2 separate regions of the Mus musculus genome follow, and region 2 is linked to region 1. Evidence: chromatin contacts called from public capture Hi-C data. All regions are on one chromosome and are shown on one strand. Each heading gives the region's core, a stretch centred on a gene start, on an enhancer-like site or on the middle of the called end of the contact. The rest is flanking DNA. Distances are from core to core; before and after follow the strand shown. Region 1 overlaps Ccdc63 (coiled-coil domain containing 63). Region 2 overlaps Anapc7 (anaphase promoting complex subunit 7).

Region 1 (5,530 bases), core at 1,793-4,292:
CTTCCTGACCCTATTGTTCCCTAAGGACCTATTCTCATTTTGTTCAAACAAGTGGCTATACTGTGGTGATGATTCGTGGCCATGAGGGAAACTGAGGCCCACAGACCCCATAGAGACTTGGGGTCCTTAAGGGACCCTACCCAGTGGCCTGCCTGGGTGGCAGAGGGCAAGAACTCACCCTCTTCAAGTTTGTCACTGAAGGAGTCTGCCCCAAACACAGGCAGCACAACCCTTATGGGCTCTGGGGGCTTGAGGAGGGCAGAGCCGCCCCAGAAGGGGTTGACAAAGGGTTGTGGGACATCGACATCGGGCCCCTCTGCCTCCTGCAGGCGCCGGAAGGACTCTAGAAGCAGCAGGTCATTTGTCTTCTTTTCTATGATAGCTGGAAGGAAAAAACGGGGTCAGGGGGTCAAGGGTTAAGACCGCCAGCCCAGGCAGCCCTCATTATCACAGAGGGAGGGATGGGAGTTTGTGCAGGATGCTGGCTTCCTCCTGGCCACGGGCCGTGGGTGTGGGAAATTCTGACATCATGAGGCACCGAAATCTCTCTGATGCACATTGGCAGAGCTGCTCACAGGAGCACACGGTAGATCTGAGGCACTGAAAGCGCTGTGAGTGACAGTTTCTAGGAAAACATGGTCCAAAAAGAATTCCCTAGATATTGACAATGAGAAGGCCAAAAACCAGTGTTCCACTAGACATCAAAGCCAGCAGTAGCCTGATTTTCCAGCCTGCATTTATGCCATTCCTTCTGCCTGGGATGCCTGGGGTGGGTGCTAAGATTCAAACTCGGCTCTCTGCGCGCCCGTGCACATACACACACACATACACATTCACACTCATAAGAACAGCCGGTACCATTCATGCCAAGCTACCACAGTCTGGGTGGCCATGTCCCCTCTGTACCCTGAACTGGGAGCTAAACCCGGAAATGCAGAAGGCAGTTTCACAAGCGTCTGTGACATATCCGGAGCCCCACTCTGAACATTTCATTTCCTTCCTTTCAATCAGGGTTTTTAGTTCCTTTTTCTTGCTGTATTGCTTTGGCAAAGCATCCTACAGGTACAGAACTGAATAAGCTTAACAGGAGTCATTTTTGCCTTCTTCCTAATCTTGGAGAAAAAAGCCCATGGGGCTCAGATATGAAAAGCGTGGTGTGTGCGCGCACATGCATGTGAGCCTCTGTACGTATATGTGTATACGTCTGCATGAACACACTTTGTGCATACATGTGTGCATATGTGTTTGCATGCGTGTGCATATATGTGCAGGCATATGTGAGCATGTGCATATAGTGTTTACTGGTGTTTGAATGTGTCTTTGTGCACATGTGTGTGTATGTATAGTGTTTAGTATATACATATATATACTATATATATATATATATATATATATATATAGTGTATGTATAGTGTTTAGTGTATAGTGTTTGTGGCAGGTGCCTGTACATGTGTGTGTATGTGTGTACATCCGTGTAAGCATGTGTGTGTGAACATGTAAGTGTTACGGTGTTTGTGAATGTGTGTAAGGAAGCTCTCTTTTCTAGCTTTAGTTTTTCTCCTGAAGGGAATTCACCAAACCCCTCTCCTGGGTTCACTGAGATTCACCACCAACTAACCCGTGTTTAATCCTCCCAATAAATCCGGTGGTGTAGCTCCTGAGTTGCACCCTCATTTCAGAGCTCAAAGAACCCGAGCACAGAGAGGGTCGGGAATGTGGCCAACGTCACACAGCTAGTAAGTGAAGGCTCAGAATTCAAACCAAGGCAGGCCGCACCATGGCTGTGCTCACTACCAACCAAGAAAGCGTTCTTGTGCCTGGTCACAGACCGTGCAGGCAAGAGTGCCTAAGAGGTACTAGGCTCACCAAAATACTGCTGCAGATTGATGTCCGTGACCTTCCCGGACTCGCCCAGCTTGCCCAGGATCTCAGTGGCATCGCAGTTGATCTTCTTAAACATCTTCTCCACCGAGTTCTTGAGATACTCCAGGGTCTTGCTCATCTCCTTGTATTTGGTCTCATAAATGTCCGCTTCCTGCGTGGTCTTTCTCAGTTTCTCCTGGGGGACAGACAGACACCAGGCCCAGCCTGAGGCTGAGGGACTTTTTGTGCAAGTGACGGGGGGGCGGGGGCAGGCGGTGTGCCATCCAAGGAATGAGCTTCCTGACAGCATCAAACAAATTTAAGAAAAAAACAGACAGCTAAGGATGGGGGTTCCTTGCGTGGAGTGCTTGCGCAAACCAGGAGTGGTATGCATGCCTGTAAATCTTGCACTCTGGGGATGGGGGCAAGGAGGGACGCGAGCCCAGGGTCATCCTTGTCTATGTAGTGAGTTTGGGACCAGCCTGGGGTACATGAGACCCTGTATCAAAACTAAGTGATTCCTCAGAGTGCCGAACCCGGACTCCTGGAGAGAGAGGAGATGGTGAAGAGCCAGGGGTGGAGAGGGTTCTAAGCAGGAAGTTGGGGACAGCCCTTAGCAGGGTGGGACGTATCTGAGAACCCATAGCTCCTTGGATGAAGTCTCCTCCTTGGGGTATTTGTATTTCGGAGGGGGATACGTGGGCATGCGCACGCGCATGCGCGCAGACACAATGCTATCCTAGCTAGCACCACAGTCCAGTGAAGGCATAAAACAATAAAGACAGAGCCAGGCAGAGGAGACCCTGATGAACACTGTTGATCCCAAACCCAGGGAAGAGTCGGGAGTTCTAGGTGGCCCCCAAGTAGAGCCTGTGGATCTAGGCTGGAGACCACCTGCGGAGACCAGCCTGAATCACAACGGCTTCCCTTCCCGACACCCCTTGGCTCTGAGTTTCCTAGGCTCTTCCTGGGCTTTGCTGTCCCTCCGCGGTAGAGCCACGAATAGCACCACCAGCCTGGTCAGGGTGAAGGACGAAAATGAGCCCCAAGGAACAAATAAAAATCGCTCAGGGGAAGGAGCTATGATTCTGAACAGGAAAAGCCCAGGCTACCCTTTAACTCCAGATCCTGCTGCCTCAGCCTCCTAAGTATGCGAATCAAAGATGTGTGCACCACACCCAGCCAGTCAGGGGCGGGATTCACATCTTGCTGAGCATTGGCTGTTCATTGCCCAGATACTGTCACCGGAGAACCTGTTTGCCCTGGGATGGCAGTGTGACGAGCACACAAACCCCATAAAGAGTCATTATTCAAGTGTCCTGAGAAGCAACTGGGGCTTCCTGCCTCAGCCAGTGTGGCCTTCTCCACACTCTCCAACCTTCTTCCTGGGAGCCGTGGTACCACCAGGCATCCTTGGGATGGAAACCACACACCAAGAAGAGCCTGGGTGGTAGATGACATCACAAAGACACTCCCTCCCCCAATCCTGAAAGTGCCAATTTTCAGCTTATTTAACAAAAAATAAGCTTCTAGCTTGCTCGGGCTCCCAGGGTGTCTGGGGGGCGGGGGAGGCAGGAAGAAACCTTCAAACCCAATACTGGGGAGCCAAAGGAAGGAGGATTGCTGTGAGTTTGAGGCCAGCCTGGGCTACATAGTGAATTCTAGACACCAAGGCTGCATAGTGAGACCATGTCCAAAAAAAAAAAAAAAACCCACAACTCGGCTCCCTAGAGTTGATTGTACTGTTTGCCTCTGCCAGCCTCTGTTTGCTCCCTGAAAAAAAAAATGGAAAGAGTATAACACCTTCTCCTGAAGGTGGTGAAGGGAGATGGGGCCAGAGGAGTGGACATAGCCTGGCATCTACTGACTAGTGCCTAGCCCAGGACGCATTTGCATGCAGGATGTAGGCTTGGTTCAGTGGTGCAGTACAGAACTAACATACTGGAGGCCCTGGGTTTGATTCCCAGCATAGACAGAAAGGGAGAGGGGAGGAGAAAGAATAGAAGACAGACTGTTGGTTTGTGGTCGTTAGTGAAAAACAGTGGAACTGAGCCAAGGGGGAGACAAAAGGAGAAACTGAGGCAGAGATGCATCAGAATGGAAGTGCAGTCCCAGGCTTAGGTTGGACCTCCGAGCACCTGTACAATAAACAGAGCTTACAGACAAGGGTTCTGTGGTTGTGTCTGAACAGGCCATCTGACAGATGACGGACACATGCAGGATGCTCCTTGTCCCTGTCTCTTCCCCTCCCCCTCCCCCCTCCCCTTCTCAGCTCACCTCCATCTGTTTCAGGATGCTCCGGGTGCCCTCATGGGAGGTCTGCTGCTGTGACCGCAAGTTGATGATGTCATCCTGCTCAGACAGACGAGAACCAGTAGGAGAAGATGGGAGTTGCCCTCATCCACTGTATCCAACCCTACTCCATGTGGGGTAACCCATCAAGGAGTCGCCCCTGTCCCCACCTTCTCCTCAGGCATTCTATTCTTCATCCTCTGAGAATCATCTAGAACTATCTAGTGCAGTAGCTCTCAACCTTCCTAATGCCTCGACCCTTTAATATAGTTCCTTCATGTTGTGGTGACTCCCCAAACATAAAATTATTTCTGTCGCTACTTCATAACTGTAACTTTGCTACTGTTTTGAATTGTAATGTAAACATCTGTGTGTTCCAATGGTCTCAGGCGACCCCTGTGAAAGAAACATTCAACCCCCAACGGGGTCATGATCCACACGGGCTCAGAACCACCTAGAAAGAGAAGTCAGCATCATCTCTCACATCCTGTGTGCACTAACCGCGCCATGTCATGGCCACGCCTAGGTACTGAGAACTTGCAACATGGCACCAGAGACAGGGCAGCTGAAGTTTCTCTTGTATTACAGGGTAAAGAATATATTTGGACAACTAGTGGCTACTGCACTAGACCTGGCAGCTCAGTCTAGGGTCCCTCAAACTCTCCCAAGAATCTGAGTCACCCCTTCAGATGACCAGGCTCACTCCAAGTTCCAGGACTGGAGCGAGGCTAGTTCCCAGTACAGCTTGTCCAAGCTCCTTCACATAGCCCCTCCCACCCTCGGGTGCCATTTCAGGTGGAAATAATGGAAGATTTCAGCACAGGTGGCCACTCCAGTGAGGGGACAACCTTGCTAAGAGGTGACAGGTCAGCCACTGATAGTGAATTCACTAGTGGGGGATGATGGCTCACACACAGATGGCTAACTGCTGGTTAGGACCTGGACATCTGCAGTTTGGGGTGGAGAATTTCCCCAACAGACACTTGGGCTCCAACCTCTAAATTACAGTGCACTAAAGCAAACAAAACAAGAAGCCTGGGGTTCCTGTGCTATTCCCAACATCATGGTACAGATGGGGAAACTGAGGCCCACAGAGGGCAAGTCCACCTTATACCAAGCCCTCAAGGGTCAAGTGTGGATATTTCCACTCCAGTCATAGGTCACTCAGGGCTCCTCATCCATGTGCATCTGCATCCCACAGGGACTAGGGATATGCTCTGTCCTGGAGCAGCCTGGACCACAAAAATCATTCCTGCCATTCCACAGACAACCACTAGGGGGCAGTGGCGACACACTCACGACCCACTGTGGCCTACACAAATGTACCCCAGAGAAACAAAAGTTTGGGGATTGGTGTAGAACACTTTGATCTTTA
Region 2 (5,230 bases), core at 2,559-5,058, 330 kb after region 1:
CAGGCTTTAGATTCTAAAGAGTAAGTTACCAATAATTCTAACAGGCTGAAGCAGGCTTGTGAGAGCGAGGTTAGCTACACAGGGAAACCCTGACTCAAACAAACAAGAAGGGTGACTGAGTGTGGGAATAGATCTAGAGTGTTTGTTTGTACAAGTTCTCCTCTGGCGTGTATTCCTCTTTCCAAGCTGTCCAACCCCACTTGTGATCTCAGCACTTGGGAGGTGGAAAAAGGAGTCAAAGGCTCAGCTCAACCTACCACTGAAGACCCAGACTAAAGAAACAGACCAGGGCGTGGTGTCCCAGCACTCAGGGCTCTGAGGTCAGGCTGGTCTACAGAGTGAGTTCCAGGATAGCCACGGCTACACAGAGAACCTCTGTCTGGAAACAACAACAACAACAAACAAAAGAAGAGGAAGAAGAAAGACAGAGAGAGAGGAAAACAATAATTTAGTGTTTTAGGAATACAAGCTTGGTGGCATTGGTAGCTTGGTGTTGGATGTTCATACCCGGGCCCAGGCGAGCAGGAGTGTGGCTATGAACTTGCTCTGAGAGTAATGGGGATTTGAAGGGATGGAGAGGAAGGAGAGTGGTAGGAAGAGGTGCATGAGAGCCAGTGTGGGGCCTCATAAACCATGAGGGAGGAGTGGAAGGGGCTTGGGGAGAGTAATGCGAGGACTGGCATTTTAGAATGGAGCTACAGCATTTGGGGGCATAGGCCATCTATTTTTGAGACTGGGCATTCTTAGCATAGTAAGCTTGTACTGAGGGCTGGGGGCTCATTTATGTGCTGGCTTTTCTGGGCTGCTGTTGACTACACTGCAGGCTTAGGGACAGATGGTTCTTGACATGACTGGTGTTCTGAGTTGTGACACAGCACCTGCTGCTCCTTTGCCTGCCTCCCATTCTTTTATGTGTGTGCGGTGTACTCTTGCAAGTTTATGTTCAGCATGTGTGTGCAGAAGCCCTCAGAGGCCAGAAGAGGGCCTTTCTTGTTTTGGATGGTTTTGCCGTTCATTCAGTCACTTAAGAGACAAGGTGTCGTGCAGCCCAGCCTGCCTCAGGCTCCCTGTGTAGCTGAGCTTGACCCTGAACTTCTGGTCTTCCTGCTTCCAACTCCCAAATGCTAGGACTGTTAGCCCATGCCACCATCCAGTTTATGTGGTGCTAGGGGTTGAGCCCTGAGCTGTTGCATACTGGGTAAGCACCCTACCAATTGAGCTGCATCTCCACACATTTATTTAATTTTGAAAATTAAGTTATATGTGTGTGCATAGTAGGTCATAGGTCAGATTTTGGAAGTGGTTTGTCTGTTCCATGTGGGTCCTGGTGACTAAACATTGCTTCCTCCAGCTTGGGGACAGTCTTCTTTACCCACAGCCATTTCCCAGGTCCTTCTCTGACTTTTTCTTTAGTTTTTTGTGTGAGTGGTATGCTTTTATGTAAGTATGTGCACCATGTGAGTTCATGCCCTCAGAGGTCGGAAGAGGAGGTCACTTGGCCTGGAACTAGAGATACACGTGGTTGTGAGCCACCACTGCGTGGGTGCTGGGAACTGAACCCAGGCCTCTGCCAGAAGAAGAATTCTTACCTCTGAACCATTTTCTCTGGCTCTTCTTTGCCTTTTCTGAGGCCTGTTTCCTGCTTTGCTAGAAAAGCCTCTTACCGTGTCCTTTCTTTCAGGGATGGATGTTTACGGCTACCTCCTGGCACGAGAAGGGCGGCTGGAGGATGTGGAGAACCTTGGCTGCCGCCTCTTCAACATTTCTGATCAGCATGCAGAGCCCTGGGTGGTCTCCGGGTATGGGGTTCACTCTCCTTTCTCCCCATTTTTAATAGGGGTTTTGAAAAGAGATTCTTTAAAGAGAATATCAGTTAATTTTTGGTTAGCTTATGTTTGTTTTGTTTTGCTTCTTTACTGATCTCTGGCTTGTAGCTGTAAGCATAATTTGTAATTGTGATCATGTATACAGACTTTTTTGTTGTTGTTTTGTTTTTTTTTCTAGACAGGGTTTCTCTGTGTAGCCCTGGCTGTCCTGGAACTCACTCTGTAGACCAGGCTGGCCTTGAACTCAGAGATCCACCTGCCTCTGCCTCCCAAGTGCTGGGATTAAAGGTGTGCGCATCACTGCCCGGCTGTATAAAAACTCTTAATTGATAGCCACAGCTGGAGCCTGGGTCCTTTGAAGAGAGACTGCTGTGGGTTTTCACAAGATGATCAGTGGATTCCTGATAAGGAGACTTGGTGAACACAAGTCTCTTTCCAGAGGTTGGGGGTTAGGTAACTGTAGGTCTTAGAGGTGGCATCAAAGGAGGCCTTGGCAAAGTTGCCCAGGGTGGCAGTGCAGCCTCTGGCTGAAGTGTAGCAGTCATCTATACCGGCCAACATCAGTAACTTCTTGGGCACAGGAGCAGAGACAATGCCAGTGCCTCTGGGGGCAGGGATGAGGCGCACCAGCACAGAGCCACAGTACCTGACACACATATTTGGAAGTCATAGAACAATTAGCAAGAGCAGTGTAGGTCTTAGGAAGTACTAGGCTTGCCTGCAAGCACCTTGGACAGCTTTTTTGTTTGTTTTTTAAAGATTTATTATACATAAGTACACTGTAGCTGTCTTCAGACACTCCAGAAGAGGGAGTCAGATCTCGTTCCAATGGTTATGATGGTTATGTGGTTGCTGGGAATTGAACTCAGGACCTTCGAAGAGCAGTCGGTGCTCTTACCTGTTGCGCCATCTCACCAGCCCTAGTTTGTTTTTAAAGACAGTTTGTCGGCTTCCCAAGTGCTAGGATTCAGAAATTCTCTATAGTCTGGTGTTAAGCCTTCTTCAGAGGCTTCTCTCAGAGAACTTGTGGTTTTTTTTTCCCCAGATGCCACAGCTTCTATAGCAAGCGCTACTCTCGGGCCCTGTACTTAGGTGCCAAGGCCATCCAGCTGAACAGCAACAGCGTCCAGGCTCTGTTACTCAAGGGGGCGGCGCTTAGGAACATGGGGAGGGTCCAGGAAGCCATCATACACTTTCGGGAGGCCATCAGGCTTGCGCCTTGTCGCTTGGACTGTTACGAAGGTAAGCCGGGGACCTGCCGATGCGGTGTCGGCCTGACAGCTGCGCCCAGATGGCAGTGGTGTTGGTCAGAGTTTGCTGGTGCTGTGCTGTGTTAGAGGCAGGGCAGCTGGGGAAAGCAGCAGCTGTGACACGGAACTCTGAGTTTCTCCAGCCTGGGCAGCTGAGCTGCTTTTTAAAACAGTTTTTATTGTTAATATTTCTTTTGAGGCTGGATGTCACTGCAGCCCAGCAGAGCTGTGCCAGGTTTAGCGACATTTGGTGACTGAGTCACTGACACTAAAATAGCTCTTCCAAGATCCTGTCCCTCTAGACCTCGTCGTAGGAATTAACAATAAGCTCAGCAGTCTGCCTCGTAACAGGAAGATGAGGTCAAAGTTGAAGAGAAAAATTTGAAGTCAAGAAAAAGAAAAATCTGCTTTTATAGCTAGAGGGCCTTGCTGGGTCATTCTTCACAGCTCCTTAGAACACTAGAGTGAAGGAAGGCGCTGCGGGAGTGGGCGCAGCCTGGGGCAGAGCTCAGGAGGGGCTGGTGAGCCATCCTGCCTGGCATCTCTGCTCTCTGTGTTTCAGGTCTCATAGAGTGTTACTTAGCTTCTAACAGCATCCGAGAAGCAATGGTGATGGCCAACAATGTTTACAAAACTCTGGGTGCAAACGCTCAGACGCTTACGCTGTTAGCCACCGTGTGTCTGGAAGATCCAGTGACCCAGGAGAAAGCCAAAACTCTGTTAGATAAAGCCCTGGCGCAGAGGCCGGACTACGTCAAGGCCGTGGTGAAGAAAGCAGAGCTGCTCAGTGAGTACTACACTTGCATGTTCTGTTGTCCTTCCCCCGCAGCATCCTCCTCTCCCTGAGGCTTACAGATGACCGAGCAGCTCTGAGCCTGCTAAAGTGCTTTACACAGCCAGATGTGGCTTAGACCTGCTTGGGTTGGTTTAAACCAGCTAACACCACTTGGTAGTTGTTGTGTTCATCTCACTTTATTTTTGAACTAGTTTAGTCTGGTCCAGAAGCCTTCGGTCAGTTGACTAGTTCTGAGCCATGGGAATTCTCTGAGTTTTGTTCTTCTTGCTTCTGGCACATTCCTAAGTTTATATGATGCTATGAAGAGGGTATTCTGGCTCGGGATTCTACTGCAGGGCCACTGGCCTTCTTGCTAGCATCCGGAGTCCAGAGGCAGCATGGGCTATCACAGGAGGTGGGGGCGTTTGTTCTGACCCACGGTAATCTCTGTGCTTTCACTGGTTTGGGAATAAAATTGAATTCTTTTTTTTTCTTTTCTATTTTTGTTACGTTTAAGAGTATATATATGCTGGGCAATGGTGGTGCACGCATTCAATCCCAGCCTTTGGGAGGCAGGTAGATCTGTGAATTTGAGGCCAACCTTGTCTACAGAGTGAGTTCCCGGTCAGCCTGTCTGCAAAAGAAAAAATTTTTTTGAAGTTTCAGGGAACAGGTTTAGTGGTTTGGGTAACGATGCCACTAAGACTGACGAGGTCAGTCCTGAGACCTACACGGTAAGACAGGCAGCTCCCACAGATTGCCCTCTGACCATCACCACGTGCTGTGTGTGGCATGCTTGCCCCTCCATATAAGTTAATGTAACACATGGTTTTTAAAGATGCAGTACTCATGCCAATTTCCCAGTGAAATAGAGACCGCATGCACAGGCCCCTTGTAAGCCCTGTAGCGCCTTTGAGGGTATCTCTGAGAAAGTTGTCATGTCACAGTGGGTGTGACTGCACTACTGAGCGTGAAGATTGTCTTTCTCCAGGCAGGGAACAGAAATATGAAGATGGAATTGCTCTGCTGAGAAATGCGCTGGCCAACCAGAGTGACTGTGTCCTGCATCGGATCCTGGGGGACTTCCTAGTAGCTGTGAACGAGTACCAGGAAGCGATGGACCAGTACAGTATAGCACTGAGGTAGGTGCTCGGCCTCCACGGGAGGGAAAGAGAGGAGGCAGGGCCTGTGTGGCAGGTCTGCAAACACGCGTGCCCACAGTTGAAGGCAGGATGAGAATAGTAACGAGAGAAGGTGTTTGTGAATTCATGACTCCTGACATATTTTCCTAAAGCACATTAGCGGAGTTATCCTTCTTCCCCAGCCCACATCCGAGCAGCACCCAGGCTGACTGTACAGCTCTCCTGTGCTTGCCCACA

The links. Capture Hi-C pulls out chosen DNA fragments and counts their contacts.
Region 2: a capture Hi-C map of embryonic stem cells shows a contact between it and region 1, with 2.5 times the contacts expected there. The contact joins two enhancer-like sites. A contact is called at or near these places in 1 of 39 promoter capture datasets (pre-B cells), 1 of 15 datasets of contacts at CTCF or cohesin (large pre-B cells) and 4 of 9 other capture datasets (adipose tissue, embryonic stem cells, liver and 1 more).

What each region holds. Positions count from the first base shown.
Region 1 is chr5:122,108,994-122,114,523 of GRCm38.p6, forward strand. It overlaps Ccdc63 (coiled-coil domain containing 63), which reads right to left. Exons shown (of 12, transcript NM_001384199.1): 9 at 4,141-4,215; 10 at 1,867-2,059; 11 at 179-382. It also overlaps a transcript of Myl2 not described here. Among named protein-coding and RNA genes, the nearest start is that of Myl2, 11 kb to the left of the region's middle. Within about 2 kb of position 3,043, at least 19 of the 459 cell types and tissues checked have an H3K27ac peak or open chromatin away from gene starts, as enhancers often do. A contact at or near this core is called in embryonic stem cells, where this site is marked.
Region 2 is chr5:122,436,448-122,441,677 of GRCm38.p6, forward strand. It overlaps Anapc7 (anaphase promoting complex subunit 7), which reads left to right. Exons shown (of 11, transcript NM_019805.4): 7 at 1,682-1,799; 8 at 2,872-3,068; 9 at 3,639-3,863; 10 at 4,843-4,993. Among named protein-coding and RNA genes, the nearest start is that of Anapc7, 17 kb to the left of the region's middle. Within about 2 kb of position 3,809, at least 22 of the 459 cell types and tissues checked have an H3K27ac peak or open chromatin away from gene starts, as enhancers often do. A contact at or near this core is called in embryonic stem cells, where this site is marked.